Linked DNA regions of Mus musculus: region 2 is linked to region 1. Evidence: chromatin contacts called from public Hi-C data. All regions are on one chromosome and are shown on one strand. The core of a region is the stretch at or near the end of the contact, and the rest is flanking DNA. Distances in the headings are between cores, read along the strand shown. Region 1 has its middle 80 kb from the start of Gm34848. Region 2 overlaps Erc2 (ELKS/RAB6-interacting/CAST family member 2).

Region 1 (7,793 bases), core at 5,211-7,710:
TATCAAGTACCTCAAAGTTACAGCCTCAGAGGCCCAGGCACTGCTGGAGTCGACTTATTAACAGACAGAAGCGTAGCAGTTGAGTGTAAGGGGGTTGGGGGGTGGAGCAGAAACTGCTCAGAAGAAAGACAGATAGACGGGGACCTGCACCTCCGCACGCATGTGCGTTTGTGTCTCCAGCATCTTACAGGCTCTAGAAACAGGTCAGGACATGCAGGTGAAGACTAGGCAAAGCCAGTCAGGCTCTGTCTGCATTGCCTTCATCCTCAGAGACCTCCCAGGACCCTAAAGCTAGTCACTTTCAATCATTTTAAAAAGCCTGTATCCTCCAGTCCCAAGCTCCTGGCTGAGAGGGCTGCAGCTCCCCACACAGGGACCCCTCTCTTCCCTGCTACCTCTCCCTCAATCCACCCCAGAGCCCCACTCAGGCCAGTACCCAAGGAGCTGCCTCAACACTTCCCCAGCCTCAGTTTCTGTCAACTTTTCAGTCGACCTGTGTAGATCTTGTCTGCTGGACCTAGGATCTGAAGACCTGAAAGAATGGGGCAGACTGCAGTCTAGTTCTGCAGACAGTCCGATTTCCATTTCAATGTACATTCATAGACAACTGTCACTATGAAAGCAATGATCTAAGGAAGGTTGTTTGAGTTCAGAAAAACACGTAAATAAATGCCAGTAAGCACATACTAAATATTAACAGAGTAGCCCTTTCCCAGAACTTTCTCAGGAGAGTCCAATTTAAACACAATTGCCTGGCACACATAATAGATTATATCTGGGAGGGCACAAACGCCAAGCAGAAGGCTGTATCCAGATTCGGGGTACATGGACCAGTTTGGGTTCTGTGGCTACGCTCTGACATCCAACAAGAATAAACATGTCTTATAAACTGAATGTCAATGTTTGTCACAGGAGGCATAGAGTCACATCCAAGAACCATCCAGGGAACAAAATGCACTTGAGGTAAAAGGCCCTCTGTCCTTTTTTCTGGAGCCTCTGTCACAGTTCCCCAAGGCATAGCTCCCCATGGGTCATTCTTTTGACAGTGTCTAACAAGTTACCAACTCTGTAAAACTGGAGATAAGCCCAAACTGCTGGAAGCTGACATCAACATTTCTTTTTTTCCTTGCTGTGAGCCTGGATTGAATTTCATTTCATTAATTAACCTATTTTCCCCCCACTGGAGTTTGTTTCATTTGTTTTGGGACAGGGTCTTACTCTGTAGCTCGGGGTTGGCTGAAAACTCATGGTAATTTTGTATAGCTTTCCCGAGTGCTAGCGTTGTAGATGTGAAACAGTACATCTGGCTTAACTTCCTTTATTTCTATTTATCTAGTTAGTTGTTTTGGCTTTGTGATTTGTTTTGTTTCTTAAGAGGCAGGGTCTCATGTAGCCGGGGCTGACCTCAAACTCACTACGCAGCCAAGGACCGTCTTAAATTTTTGGTCCTCCTGCTAAGGTTGCAGGTGTGCACAGACACCCCCACTTTTTATGCAAGGCCAGAGCTAGAGGCAGGGCTGTGGGCATGCAAGCAAGCACCCACCAACTGAGCTGCAGCTGAGGGCCATGAAAGAAAATGAAAGGGAAATGCAACAGTTACAGAAATCATAACCTGAAAAATGCCAAGTAAAGACAGACATGAAATCCTCGGAGAAAGCAGGTGATGTTTAAGAGACTCTAAGTACCTACTGATGCTGTTTTTCTAAATGACCCTGTTGTCAAACTCCCTTCTAAACATCTGTGTTCAGATCCATAGTCTGGTGCTGTGTCCACCCAGCCTTGGTCAGGGAAGGTTCTTGTTGCAGTGGGCGGTGGTTTCTGCAGAGATGCATTTCTGCTGAAAGTGTGAAAAACGGCTGTGAGCGGTCAACCGTAGATGAGAGCACCTCTATCAGAGCCTGTCCTGGAAGCTTAAGGGGCTGAAGAGGGAGCAGAAAGGACATAAGAGTCAAAGGACAGGGAGGAGAGCCATGAACTGCTGTCCCCTGGTCATGGTGTAGCTTCTGCTCACACAACTCTGCAGCAGCTATGGTACCCTGCACAAGATAAAGTCCATCCAAAATTCCATCATGGAGGACAGGGTCATGTATAGGGGGTTCTCCCAGGGCTCTGCCCCAGCTGAGGCACATTGGCAGTTCATGATTGCTAGAGGAGGGAGAGCCACTTTTCTTTAGAAGCCTGGCCACTGATAGATTTCCCACACCCCAGTACTCATGTGCTTATAGGTAGTGTTAATCAGACTCAGTGGGTTAAATAAATAAACAAACAAATAAATAAATTTAAAAGGAGGGCATGAATTGGGAGGGAGATGAGATGCAGGTCCCCATGGGAGTTTTTGGAGGATGGATTTGATTAGGATGTACCCCAGGTAATTGATGTTGTGACTCTAGGCAACTTCTGTGAGTACTACTACTACTACTACTACTACTACTACAACACACACACACACACACACACACACACACTCCTGTCTGATTCTTGTGCTCTAAGAAGGAATGTTGGAGAATTCACTCCCTTCAAGACTTGGCTGGGCAGACCTGGGTGTTATGATACTAACACAGTCACTGTAGCTTTAATGGGGTGAGGCCCCTCCTGGAGAACACAAAGTTCCACTGGAAATAGCTAGAAGTGAATCTTTTCTAGGGCTAAGGGTTGGAGAGAACAGGGCTCCTACCTCTACAAGGACAAAGCTAAGAAGTCGCACAGAGTGTGGGTGCACAGTCCCCTCTGGTGGCCGTCATCAGAAATGCAGGGAGGAGCCTCGCCCCTCTATAAGGGCTCAGCAGCCAGTCTAAACAGTATATCCAGACTAAGCCCTTTCAAAAACTGGAATTGAGATCTGGCAAGACAAGTGAGTAAAGACACCTGACCCTGACAACCTGAGTCAGATCCCTAAGACACATAAGGTACAAAGAAAGACGTGACTCTCAAAAGCTGTCCTCTGATACAGACACACACACACACACACACACACACACACACACACAAAACGTGTTCTAAATGTTTAAGTAAACAAAATAAAACAGGAACTGAAAATTAAAAGATTTCATTTCTCAACAGAACTGATAGGAAAAGGTTATATTTGGACTTTCCTTACTTAGGGAGTTTTCTTGCTGCTGCTGCTCTTGTTTTCTGGAGCACTTGAATGTCGTCTACAGATGCCCCCGTGAGTGCTGAAGCACCAGATGTATCGAAGGATGCAGCAAGCTGCCTGAGTTCTCTAAGTGTCCAAAGGCCCAGAGTGTCCCAACACCATCTTAAGAGACTGTCCTCATGGCTACTAAACTCTAAACTTTACAAACCATACCCTAAATACAATCTGCTATTTCCTTCCAGAAAACCCCAGCAGGTCTGGGCCAGGAACAGTGGCTAATGGCAGAGAGGACAAGACAATGTAGGGTCAGACTCAGTAGATCCTGGCTGGCCTGTTCTGGAGTCTTCCAGTATTTGAGTGAACTTGGGCACAGTCTTCAGGCAGCTAAAGAACCAGAGCTGAAGACTGCTGCTGCGTATAAACGGTGTCTTGGGTTATTGTTGGAGAGTCACAGTACAGGGTACAAAGACTGCCCACTGCTGATGTGCACTTCAAATCTCCAAATACAACAGAGCCACGGACTTTGGTGTTTTTATAGATAAGGAAATCAGGGCTGAGAGAGGGCCTGTCCCTTACTAAGGGTCCCTCAGCTCAGTGAATCCCAAGTACATCTTGCTGACTCCACAGCTCTGCTCTGGGATGCTCAGGGCAGAGGGCGGAGGCTGTAAAGAGGGCTATCAAGGGCAAGATGGCCCTGGAGCCCAGCTCACATGACAGAGCAACATGTAGGCAGTGCCAGAAACAACAGTTCCTTTCCTTCCCTGCTCTCTGCCCTAATCACGGAGCTCCCCCTCGCTCTTAAGCCCCACTTCCTGCTTGATAACCCCATTCTGATTGCTGGATTTCCACACGGTGATAGCTGCCCTTCTGCACACAGCCAGTCCTGACCCCAAATCCGCAGATGTGATGGCTGGGTCTGCACTTCCTCATAGAAAGTTTTTCCTGGAATTACACCCTAGCCATTAATACTTAGGGGCTCAGCCTTTTCTCCATTCCCACAGGAAACAGTCACCAGCCCCCAGGTTGTGCCAGGCACTGTACTGGGCACTCAGGATATAAAGCCTCTTAGAAAACTACCCAAAGCTAGAAACTAAAACAGAACTTTAGTCATCTATAGCATGAACCAGCTTACAGGGAAGGGAACCGCAGTTAGCATGTCAACTTCTAGAATCACCTGGGAAGAAGGTCTCAGTGAGAGACTTAGATGAGGCTAGCCTCCCTGTGGGAGATTATCTTGATCGTCTTAAATGAGATGGGAAGACCTGCCCACTGTGGGTGGCACTATTCCCTAGGTGGGGAATTCAAGCTGAGCATAGGCATGTATGCAGTAATTCACTGCCCTCTGTTTGACTGCGGATGGAACATGACCAGTGTGCTCCAAGTATCTACCACCTTAACATCCCTACAATAATGGCCAGAACTTAGAACTGGGAGCCAAATAAACCCTCCCTCCCTCCCTTCCTTTAAGGTGTGGTTGTCAGTGTTATATCATAGCAACAGGAAACAACACTAAGATTAACTTTACTTGATTCATTGTTTGCTTTTGGTTTGTTCCCAGACTCTGCACAGTTAGGCTATCAACTTACAAAGCATAGACACACAGCAAAATAATTTTTCAGGCCTAGCCTCAAAGGTCAGTTTTACTGTCCTAAATGAACTAGCATGGTTTATATCCAAGTTTGTATTTAATATAGTCTTCCCTTTTCTGTAGTATCTTCTGGTATTATATATGTATGTATATTTTTATATATGATACAAACATACATAAATTTGTGTATGTGTGTGTGTGTGTGTATATATATGTCTGTGCGTGTCTGTGTATCTGTGTTCATTCCTTGGTCATCCTTAAAATAAGATTCTCATCCTCACCCTGTTACTTTTTGCTGAGTTAAACAAATTTTTTACCTGGGTTAAATGTATATATTTGGTCAACAGACCAAATAAAATGAATCTTCACATGACACGATTGAAATGTAAAGTACTTCAGGCATGGAGAGAGGCACCCCAGCCTGATACGGCATGTGCAAACATCCTGTGGCAGCGAGTGGGACATGCTGGAGAGAAGGTTGGGTCATGTGAACTTGAACACCTATAACCAGGGTCTTTACAGCAGCTTCTGTGCCAATACCACACCATGATTATAGAGTCAAGTACCCCCATCTGCCCCAGCCACATTCAGCAGCCGTGTCCTACCAAACAGATTCGGCCTCACGGGGTAGGGTAAAGACTGTGGCACTCAGATAATGAGGCTGTAATTCCATGCCAACCAATGACAAGGAAAGGCGTGGTAAGCAGGCAATATAACCAGGATTCTGTCAGGAAAAGAGGAACTCACCGGTTCTGGTATGTGCGTGGTTCTATGATGGACCCTGACCCGAAGAGAGTTAACCAAAAGAGTTACTTACAGTAAACATCCATTGAAACTGTCACTTGTGTATCAAGACTGATGCCTACCTGTTGAAAATTGACATCTATCTATTGACACTGAAATCCATCTATTGAAATTGATGGCTATCAACCATCTTAAAAGCTTTGTTTTTAAGAGTCTAGTTGTAGAAAAACAAGTGTTTCTCTGATTGTTCCAGGAAGGGCAACGAGCTCCAGCAGCCACCTCACCGCTTTCCCTCACGAGGAAGCCTCACTTTCCCCTTATCAGATGTCTCGATTCTCTCAGGACAGGGATGCCACACAGACAGGGAATTTCTCCTCCCTTTACCTTTGGATTTATAATGATGAACAGGATACTACCATCGTCCCCAGCCCAGAACCACAGAGAGGAGACACCCTACAAACGCTGGGGTGAGAGGGGCAATGTCGGCGCTCTGCTTAGCCCTGGGAATGCTGGGGCGTTGCGCATCAGAGCAGTGGCAGATGCTAAAACATACAACCAGAAACCGGCAGAATTCATTGCAACATTCTTTGGATGCACGGCTTCCCCTCTGGGAACGGCCTGGGTGGCCAATACGTGATCAAGCACTGTGGCATCTCTGTGGTACCTTGCATGTAAGAAGATAGCCATGAAGAGTAGTGAATTCAAAGTTGGTATTCAAAAGTCGGTCACCAGGGGGCAGGAGAGAGTAAAATTTCATAGCATGGCTTTTGAATTTGAGACTCTGATGAGAGTTTAGAAGAAGCCAAGATTAAACACAAAGACCTCCAGATAAAAATCTGGTTAAAAACCAACATATCTGAGCCTCCTTTAGTCCAGGCATTGAAGACTCTTTTTTTTTTTTTAATGGAAACGGGTCATGCAGACGGGCTAACATTGATCTTTATCAATCATTAACCGCCTCCCACACCTGCAGAGAAGCAATTCTGCAACTGAGTTACCAGAGGATAGGAAGATGAGGGCTCCAGCTCCTCTCCCATTCACATCATCCCTCCTCGTCCCCAGTTGCAGATCTACAAATATGGAACATCTGCATCATCCGCCTGCAGGGCTCTAGCCTCCACAGAGACCTGCCCTCCCACACTTCTGCATCTGCTTCTCTTCAAACCCCCTCCTCCCCACGGAGCCCCCCTCATAATCTATCAGCTTCTGGTCCTCTGCTTTAGCCACGCCTCTCCCTCACTCTTATACCGTACTGCAACCCTCCACAGTACTGGGATCTGTGTAGGTCTGAAGTTCCTATACTGGAGACTAGTCCCTAGAGTGTGGCGCGCCAGGGTTGGGCCTCAGAGAGGCCATCAGGCCACAAGGCAGCTCCCTTAAGAGACAGATCCGTGCCCTTATGAAACAGACCCCCTGGAGAGCTGCCTTCCTTCCCCAGCATGGAGGGTACAAGGAGTCAGGAAATGGGGGTGCCTCCAGATGGCAGAAGCAGTACCTTTAAAGGAAATAGTCAAGTGGAGTGAGTGGTACACGCCGGCAGCTTCAGCACTTAAGTCTGAGGAAGGAGGACCAGCTAAAGATGGGCAGCCTGGGCTATCATAGAAAGCTAAAGGCAAAAGCGGCAAAAGGCAGTCCCTACAACTTGGGGGAGGGACAGGGCCAGAAGGTCCGCTCTGCAGGGCTCCAGACAGGGTTGGCTCCACACAGCTACCCCAGGCAGGACCACAGGAACTCAGAGTCTGTGAGCTTTAACTCTATCCCCAGATGCCCCTGGCTGATTCAACAGAGAGGCAGCATGAGATGAAAGGAAGGAGGTCACTCCTCCCTTCAGCCCCAGAAGGGAGATCAGAAGATCAGAGGGTTTTATTTGTTCAATGTCCCAGAGTCTCTGAGTTCTAACTTTAAAATTCCATGGCAACACAGGGGCCTATAAAACATCCATGATACCGCCGGGTGTGGTGACACACACCTACCATGTCAGCACTTAGGAAGCTGAGACAGGATGGGTTTGGTTTGGGCCAACCTGAGCTACATGGTGAGACCCAGAGCGAAGGGAGCTGTGCGCAAGCTCTTCTAGCCCTGGCTTGCTCACACTCAGCCTGAGATGGAAGAAAAAGAAGTGAACCTTGGTGTTCTGACGAAAGAGGACGCACAGCATGACTCAGTTTCTGACTGGTCAGTAACGCTGCAAGCCACTGCTGTCTTCTGCAGTTTCCCCAGTCAGCAGAGGCTTTATAAACACAGTCAAAAAAACAACCACCCTTCCTGTGAGCCACATGACAGAAGGGGCCCCTCGGCACACAGTCAAGAGCTCACGCCAGCGGGACTGACCCCGTCTGGCAAGGATGCCTTAGTACTGATACCCGG
Region 2 (6,774 bases), core at 3,250-5,749, 470 kb before region 1:
TTGTACAAAATTTCCAGGAATATGAAAAGCCAGTAACATCTGTGCACAAAATTGCTAGGTCTTACAAAATTCCCACTTCTAAGTGCTTCAAGCCAGGATCTTGTTCTATGGCCCACACTGGCCTTGAACCCAGATTCAAGCTAATCTTCCCTCACTGGATCAAGAGATGTGTGGTACTCCACCTAGCTTCTTACAAAGTTTCTGAAAACACATTTTCTACCATGTATTCTCTCTTTGATCACCACTATAGTAAACGGAGTGAAGATACAAAGACTGGAAAAACTAGCCAGGTGTTGGAATGCATGTCTATAATTCAAGCACTCAGAAAGCAGAGACAGGAAGATTGTTGCAAGTTTGAAGCCAATATGGTCTAACTGCCAGTTAGGGCTATATAGTAAGACTTTGTCTCAAAGGAAGGAAGGAAGAGAGGGAGGAAGGGATGGTAGGAGGGAGGAAGGAAGGGAGGAAGGAAGGAAGGAAGGAAGGAAGGAAGGAAGGAAGGAAGGGAAGAAGGAGAAAGGGGAAGAGAATAGAAAAATCTATTAATTTTTTTGAGAAACTGAGTCACTTGGTTTCCTTATAATAACATCCAATATATGCACCCTACCAACCACCACAAAACCCCCTACCCCACCCCTGTCAACAGCTACCACAAAAGACAGGCCATAAAAGACAATGGGGTTGTCTCAAGTAACAACTGAACATTCATTAACAATATTTTTAAGATTTTATTTTCATATTTATAAGTGGTTTGCCTGAATGTATTATGTGCATCATGTGAATGCCTGGTGCCCATGGAGGCCAGAAGATGGTATTAGGATCCCTGGAACTGGAGCTAAAGACAGTGTGATCCATGTGGTTGCTTGGGAATCAAACCCAGATTCTCTGCAAGAGCAGCTGGTATTCTTAACCACTGAGCCACCTCTCCAGTCTCTTATCATCACTATTTTAAACTCACCCTTCCCCAACTAAGTCTACTACAGTAATGATGAGAACATGAGCTGTGGATTCAGCCATCCCAAAGAACAGATTTCCCAGAATACAGGCACTCTGGCTTTTATACATAAAGCTAGCCCTGTACCTATGCATTCTTGACACCTATTAAGCTACCCTTGCCCACATACACTCTGGCTTATATACACTCAGCTAGCCCTGCACACATGCACTCTGGATTACACACATTAGGCTAGCCCTACATACATGCACTCTGGATTACACACATTAAGCTAGCCCTGCACACATGCACTCCGGGTTACACACATGACCCCAAACTTCAGGACTGCAACTCTCAGCAGCAGAAAATGTATCTATGCCCATGTACCCAGGAACCTGATCATCAATACTTTGCACCTAAGAAATCTGAGGCCACCTACCCACTGGCTCCTGAACTTTCTCTAATGTGCAGAGGGAGTATGGATCTCCTTAAATCCAGAGATGGAGTCATCTCCCATGGACAGAACCAAGATGACATCAAAATCAATCCCCTCTATAAACTGCACCTGAGGGCACATGTCTGTGCTGGTTGGAGGCAATGTTATAAAACCAGGAATGCCATAGAGAAGAGCACATGAGTTTCTTCATCTCCCTTCCATAATGGGTCTGCCTCTCATTTCTCTACACATAGCACAGTTCAAATTGTTTTAGATTCTACCATCCCTGGAAGAATGACATTTGCAGCTGCAGTTTCTAGTTGTTGTGCTTTAAAAATCACAGTTTTTTTTTTTAAAAAAACTAAGAGTTTTAGGTCCCTTTCTTCTATATAGAAAAAGGTGTCATATTTTCCCTTTTCCTATAAAAGGCAACATTACGTTCGAATAAGTAGCATTGATATTGTTCAAGTAAATGTTCCCCTAAATATTAAAGGCTTTGTCCCAAGGGTAATGCTACCGGGAGATGATGGGGCTGTGTAAGAGGTCCTCAGGTCACTGAAGCCAGGTCCTTGAAGGGGATTGTGAAACTCTAACTGAGCAGTTTCCTCTGCCACACACTACACCACTGCTATCCACCATGCCCATCAGAGGCCCAAATCAACAGCTCCACTATCTGTGACTGGAACTTCTCAGAATATGAATCAAAATAAACTTTCTCTTCTCCTAAGTTAAGGGGAAATTAGAAACCGCATCAAAACCACTTCTAGGGAAAATAAATTCCTAATTAAGAAAACTAAACCAAATTCTTAATTGTCCAATTGGAACTTGTCATTCTGTTGTCAAGCATGACCAGCAGTTTTTAATCTGTGGGTTGCGACCCCTTTGGCAAACCTCTGTCTTCAAAACTATTTACATGATGATTCATAACAGAAGCAAAATCAGTGATGAAGTAGCAACGAGAATAATTTTAGGGTTGGGAGTCACCACACCATGTATTACAGGGTCAGAGCATTAGGAAGGTTGGGAGCCACTGTGTTATAACATTCAGCTCAGTGCTCCCATTGGTCGGTAGCAACCACAAAGTTAAGAGCCAGACCAATGTTCTACTCATTACACGTGGCTCATTGTGTGCCCCTGAGAGATGGCTACTAGCTATGGCACAGGAAAATGGGAACGGCAACAGATTGTTCCCCAAACTCTATTTCCTCTATGCTCACACTTTTCAACTATTTGTTTGTTCGCCCCTTCTGTTTTCTTTGACACCTGTGACCAAGGCTAGCCTTAAACTTACTGCATGGCCAAGAGCAGCTTGTAACTCTTGAGTCTCCTGCCTCCACCTCCCATGTGCTAGGAATTTAGGCATTTGCCACCATGCCTGACCAGCCCTACTTTTATGACAAACCTAAAAACCTACAAATGCAATTACTAAACCATGCCTATGTCTTCTATCTCTCTCAGAGGAAAGGATGACACACCCACCCACATACACACTTCCTTCAGCTGTGTCAACCCTAGTCCAGAGAATTAAGGAGTCAATGTGGCATCTTCAGGAATTTCTTGCCCTGGAATAGCAATTCCTAAAGCCAGGCACCCAGATGCAGAAAGCCTGGGTCCCGTGTCACTATATATAAAAGATCACTTGACTTGCGTCATTCTTTAGGGAATAAAAATAAAAATCAGGGGCCAGGTGTGGTGGCACACACCTTTAATCCCAGAACTCAAGAATCAGACAGGTGGATCTCTGAGTTCAAAGCCAGTCTGATCTGTCTGATCAGTCTGGTCAATGTGGTGAATTCTAGGCCAGCTCGGGTTACAAAATGAGATGCTGGAAAGAAAGGAAGAAAAGAGGGCAGGGGAGGGGGGATCTAGGCAGTAAGCCACTGAGATTTGAAGTCTGCTGTCACTCCAGAAGAGCCTACCCTATCCTGAGCAAGAGGGATACATATATCTGTAAATATACTTCTAAGAGGTAGTAAAAGGGTTTCCACTTTAAAAAAAAAGTTAATGTTTTATTCTTTACCTTGGAATAACACAGATCAGGAGTTTTAATATGCTTTTTACTAAAAACAAACAAACAAACAAGAATGTCATTAAAATTTACCTCATTGTATTTATTTTACTTTGTCTCATCCATATTTTTTTGTGATTATCAAAGAAGACACATAACACAGTGACACTGTGGCATACCATAATTTACAAATAAATAAATTTGCATGCATAAATGCGGATTGGCGCTCAAACATAAATTCAGTGACAGAAGCGGAGGATGAAAGTCGTCTGAGAGCTGACAGCAGAGGCCACCCCTCAAGCTTCCTATCACTGCTTTCATCGCGGCTAAACTGCTCTGACTGCTTAAAAAAGCAAGCTGCAGAGAGGAGACAAACAAGACAGAGCAGGAGGAACGTTAGAGCAGCAAGTTCACGAGGAGTTCATGAGCAGGCAAATCAGAACACAGCTGAAACAGTGGTGGAGAACGTTAATTTGATTTAAGGATAAAGAGATTTCTGTTCCAAACAATCCCATTTTCCACATCTGAGAAGCAGCACGGGCTCTGCCAGACAGAGATAAGGCAACTGCTCGTAACTCGAGGAGAGCCAATGAGAACAGATCTTTGTCATAAATGTGACCACAGGTACTTAGCTCCAAAGCACTTGTAGTCAGAAAATCCGATGGAAGGGTCAGCGGGCTGACCCCCACCAAAAGGTAGAGTATAACATGGGCTGATAGCAAAACCTGTCAAAGAGTCATTCGTTCAGCCAAGCTGGTATTAGCTCAGATTTCTATCAGAAAGTGAAATACTTCCAGGGAGGTTCATGAGCCAAATGGTACGGCAGCCTCCATACCCCCTTAGCTCTCCCTCACCTCCAGGAAGCAACTGAGATTTAAGCATAGGTAATCAGATTCATAGGTGCTAGTAAAGTGCTCTCTGTGTAAGACGGGGCCTCAGATCGCTGGGGACATGGAAAGTGGGGCTGAGAAGGAAATGAGTGTTGGAGGAGCTAACAATGGGGAGGAAGAGGAGGAACGACCGTGGCAAGGCAAATCTTGCCACACTAAGGATGGAGCAGGTAGCTCAGATGTGGAAGGATGTGGTACAAGACGAGACTGGCCCAGGTCTTCCAGTAGAAGGTGCTGTAGGCTCAGTTAAGGATATATGTGTGCTGCCTTCTGGAGAGAATGAGCATTAAGGGAAGGGGGTGGGGGGCTGTAAGAAGGGAAGCACCATATTCAGAAGACCCTGAGAAGCTAATCTCACTAACTTTTCTATAATATAGAAGATGGCTCAAAGATGAAGAAGGTCCTTTGCACACAGTAGATTAATACTGAATGGATAAAGACCAAGTTAAGGTGAGCTGGGTTTCCCTTGCATGGTCTGAAACCCATTCATCCCAGTCCCACTCCTTACTGTTGACTTAGCTACTTAGAGAACTACTTGCTCTGAGAAACAATGCTGGTTCAACAGCAGGAAAAATAAACAGACAATAAAAATTCACCACTCAAGTTTTAATGTGAAGTATTTACTCTTGCAGAGATTAGCATTTTCGTCTTCTATGCTGAGGGAGGAACATCTGAACTGCTGTTGCAAGTGCTGAAAAAGAGAACAAAATTAACCACATACAAATGTTGGCTATGAGGATGGCTCTCCTCCCCAAGTCTGCAACTAGGTGGAAAGGCTACCGGAACAAGAGAACCAATCAATACGACATATGTATTACGCTGTAACCTTCCATGTGGTGCCCAACCTCCTCGGTACACAGTAAATCTGGAGCCACCTGCAAATCTGAGAACACTGGGGCAGGTCAGAACCTACCTGGTTTTCTTCGTGAGAAACCCTCATCTGCTCCTTGAGGACAGACATGCGAGCTGCCTCCTCTTTCCTCAAGACTCTCTCCTTCTTCAGCTCAGGACTCCAGAAAGTCTTGATGCTGTTCATGGAAGACCCCAGTTTGCTGTCCTTAATGTCAAGCTCCTTGCGTAGGAGGTCATTCTCTCTCTGCAGCTCTTTGAGCTGGGCTTGAAGATCCAACATCGTGCTGTCTCTTACCTGCCTCAACATGGAGGGCACCTGGTGGTGGTGGTGGTGGGATGAGCCGCTCAGCCCTCCATGTTGATCCGTATAGGAAAGGACATCCGTGTGGGAAAGTCCAGCGGAAGCAATGTTGGGACTACTCCCCATGGCTGTGACCCGGCCTCCATACACCGCTCGATTTGTCGCCCTGCCCAGAGTCATGGTTCCCTTTGGGTAAGTTGTCGATGCCACCCCTTCATGGTCACTCAAGTACATGGGTCCAGACGTAGCATAGGCTGCATTAAGGGACTGGATATTCTCCATAGACAGAGTCTTGCCTGTCCCTCCCCCTCCCCCACTGCTTGTTCTTCGGTGGCCCAAACGAGGAGACCTTGGCAGACGTGGTGACCTGGAAGGGCTGCCTTCCAGATTGCTGATTGTTCTTGCGCTCCCGTACATTTTTCTTCTGTGATGTGGTGCTACTGAAGAGAAGAAATGCTAGGCCACGTGAGGGCTTAAGCCAATGTTCCCTTCACAGACTAGAATTCTCAGCACATTCTTTGTGAAGTCTGTACCAGGAAATGACTCCACTCAGAGATCTGCAAAATGATAAAAGGGATAATTAAGAATAAACTTCTTTAGAATTCTATGATTGCATTGCATCTTAAATATATATTAATAGAAGTAGTAAAATGCCCTCCTAGAAAATACAAGGTCCTGGGTTCAATTCCCAGCATTGGAAAAAAAACCCATCTAGATAGATAGATAGATAGATAGACGGATGAAGTAGTCCATATATTTGTAATAATACTGAAACATTTATTACTACAAGTAAATATTTAAAATAAATCTTCCCACTTTGCCCTCTAAGTCAAAAGTTATCAAAAGCAAAAATTATTTTTCCCCCCTTAGGAAAATGAAGTTCTCCCTCTTGACATATACTAAGTAGGCTTACGAAATCCAAACTTTCACCATCTAGACAATAAAAATAAAGTAAAATAAAATAACCCATCTTTAGGGACATGGCCCTCAAGTACAAATGCTTAACCAGGACTCTGAGAAACGACTGCTTCATTGAACGACTAATATCTGCTGTGTGTGCTGTTCTTTCTCCTCCTGTGCCCTTTTGAAATCAGTATCTACATAGAGCTCCTTTCCACTGCACCCAACACAACCCTCTAGATAGCTTCCCACCATCCAGCTGCCATTGACACAGTATTTGGAGCCCATTGGCTATCTCAGAGCTAGAATCAAGAGGCATTTCAACCAGCACAACTGTAGATATGGCCAGATTCTCAAAGCTCTTACCAGGGAAAACAGTCCTTCCTGTCTCCCCCCACCTACCCCCACCATACATCTTCCTGGCTAGTCATTTGAGAGTTCTTTTCCATATTA

The links. Hi-C and Micro-C count contacts between places; a contact is called where the count stands out from the background.
Region 2: a contact with region 1 is called in a Hi-C map of the N1E-115 cell line, with 21 times the contacts expected there. The contact joins two enhancer-like sites.

The regions. Positions count from the first base shown.
Region 1 is chr14:27,182,153-27,189,945 of GRCm38.p6, reverse strand. It overlaps a transcript of Arhgef3 not described here. Among named protein-coding and RNA genes, the nearest start is that of Gm34848, 80 kb to the left of the region's middle. Within about 2 kb of position 6,460, at least 12 of the 459 cell types and tissues checked have an H3K27ac peak or open chromatin away from gene starts, as enhancers often do. A contact at or near this core is called in the N1E-115 cell line, where this site is marked.
Region 2 is chr14:27,651,891-27,658,664 of GRCm38.p6, reverse strand. Erc2 (ELKS/RAB6-interacting/CAST family member 2) reads right to left here. Exons shown (of 20, transcript NM_001347497.1): 2 at 5,182-5,978. The coding sequence starts at 5,838. Among named protein-coding and RNA genes, the nearest start is that of Erc2, 33 kb to the right of the region's middle. Within about 2 kb of position 4,499, at least 5 of the 459 cell types and tissues checked have an H3K27ac peak or open chromatin away from gene starts, as enhancers often do. A contact at or near this core is called in the N1E-115 cell line, where this site is marked.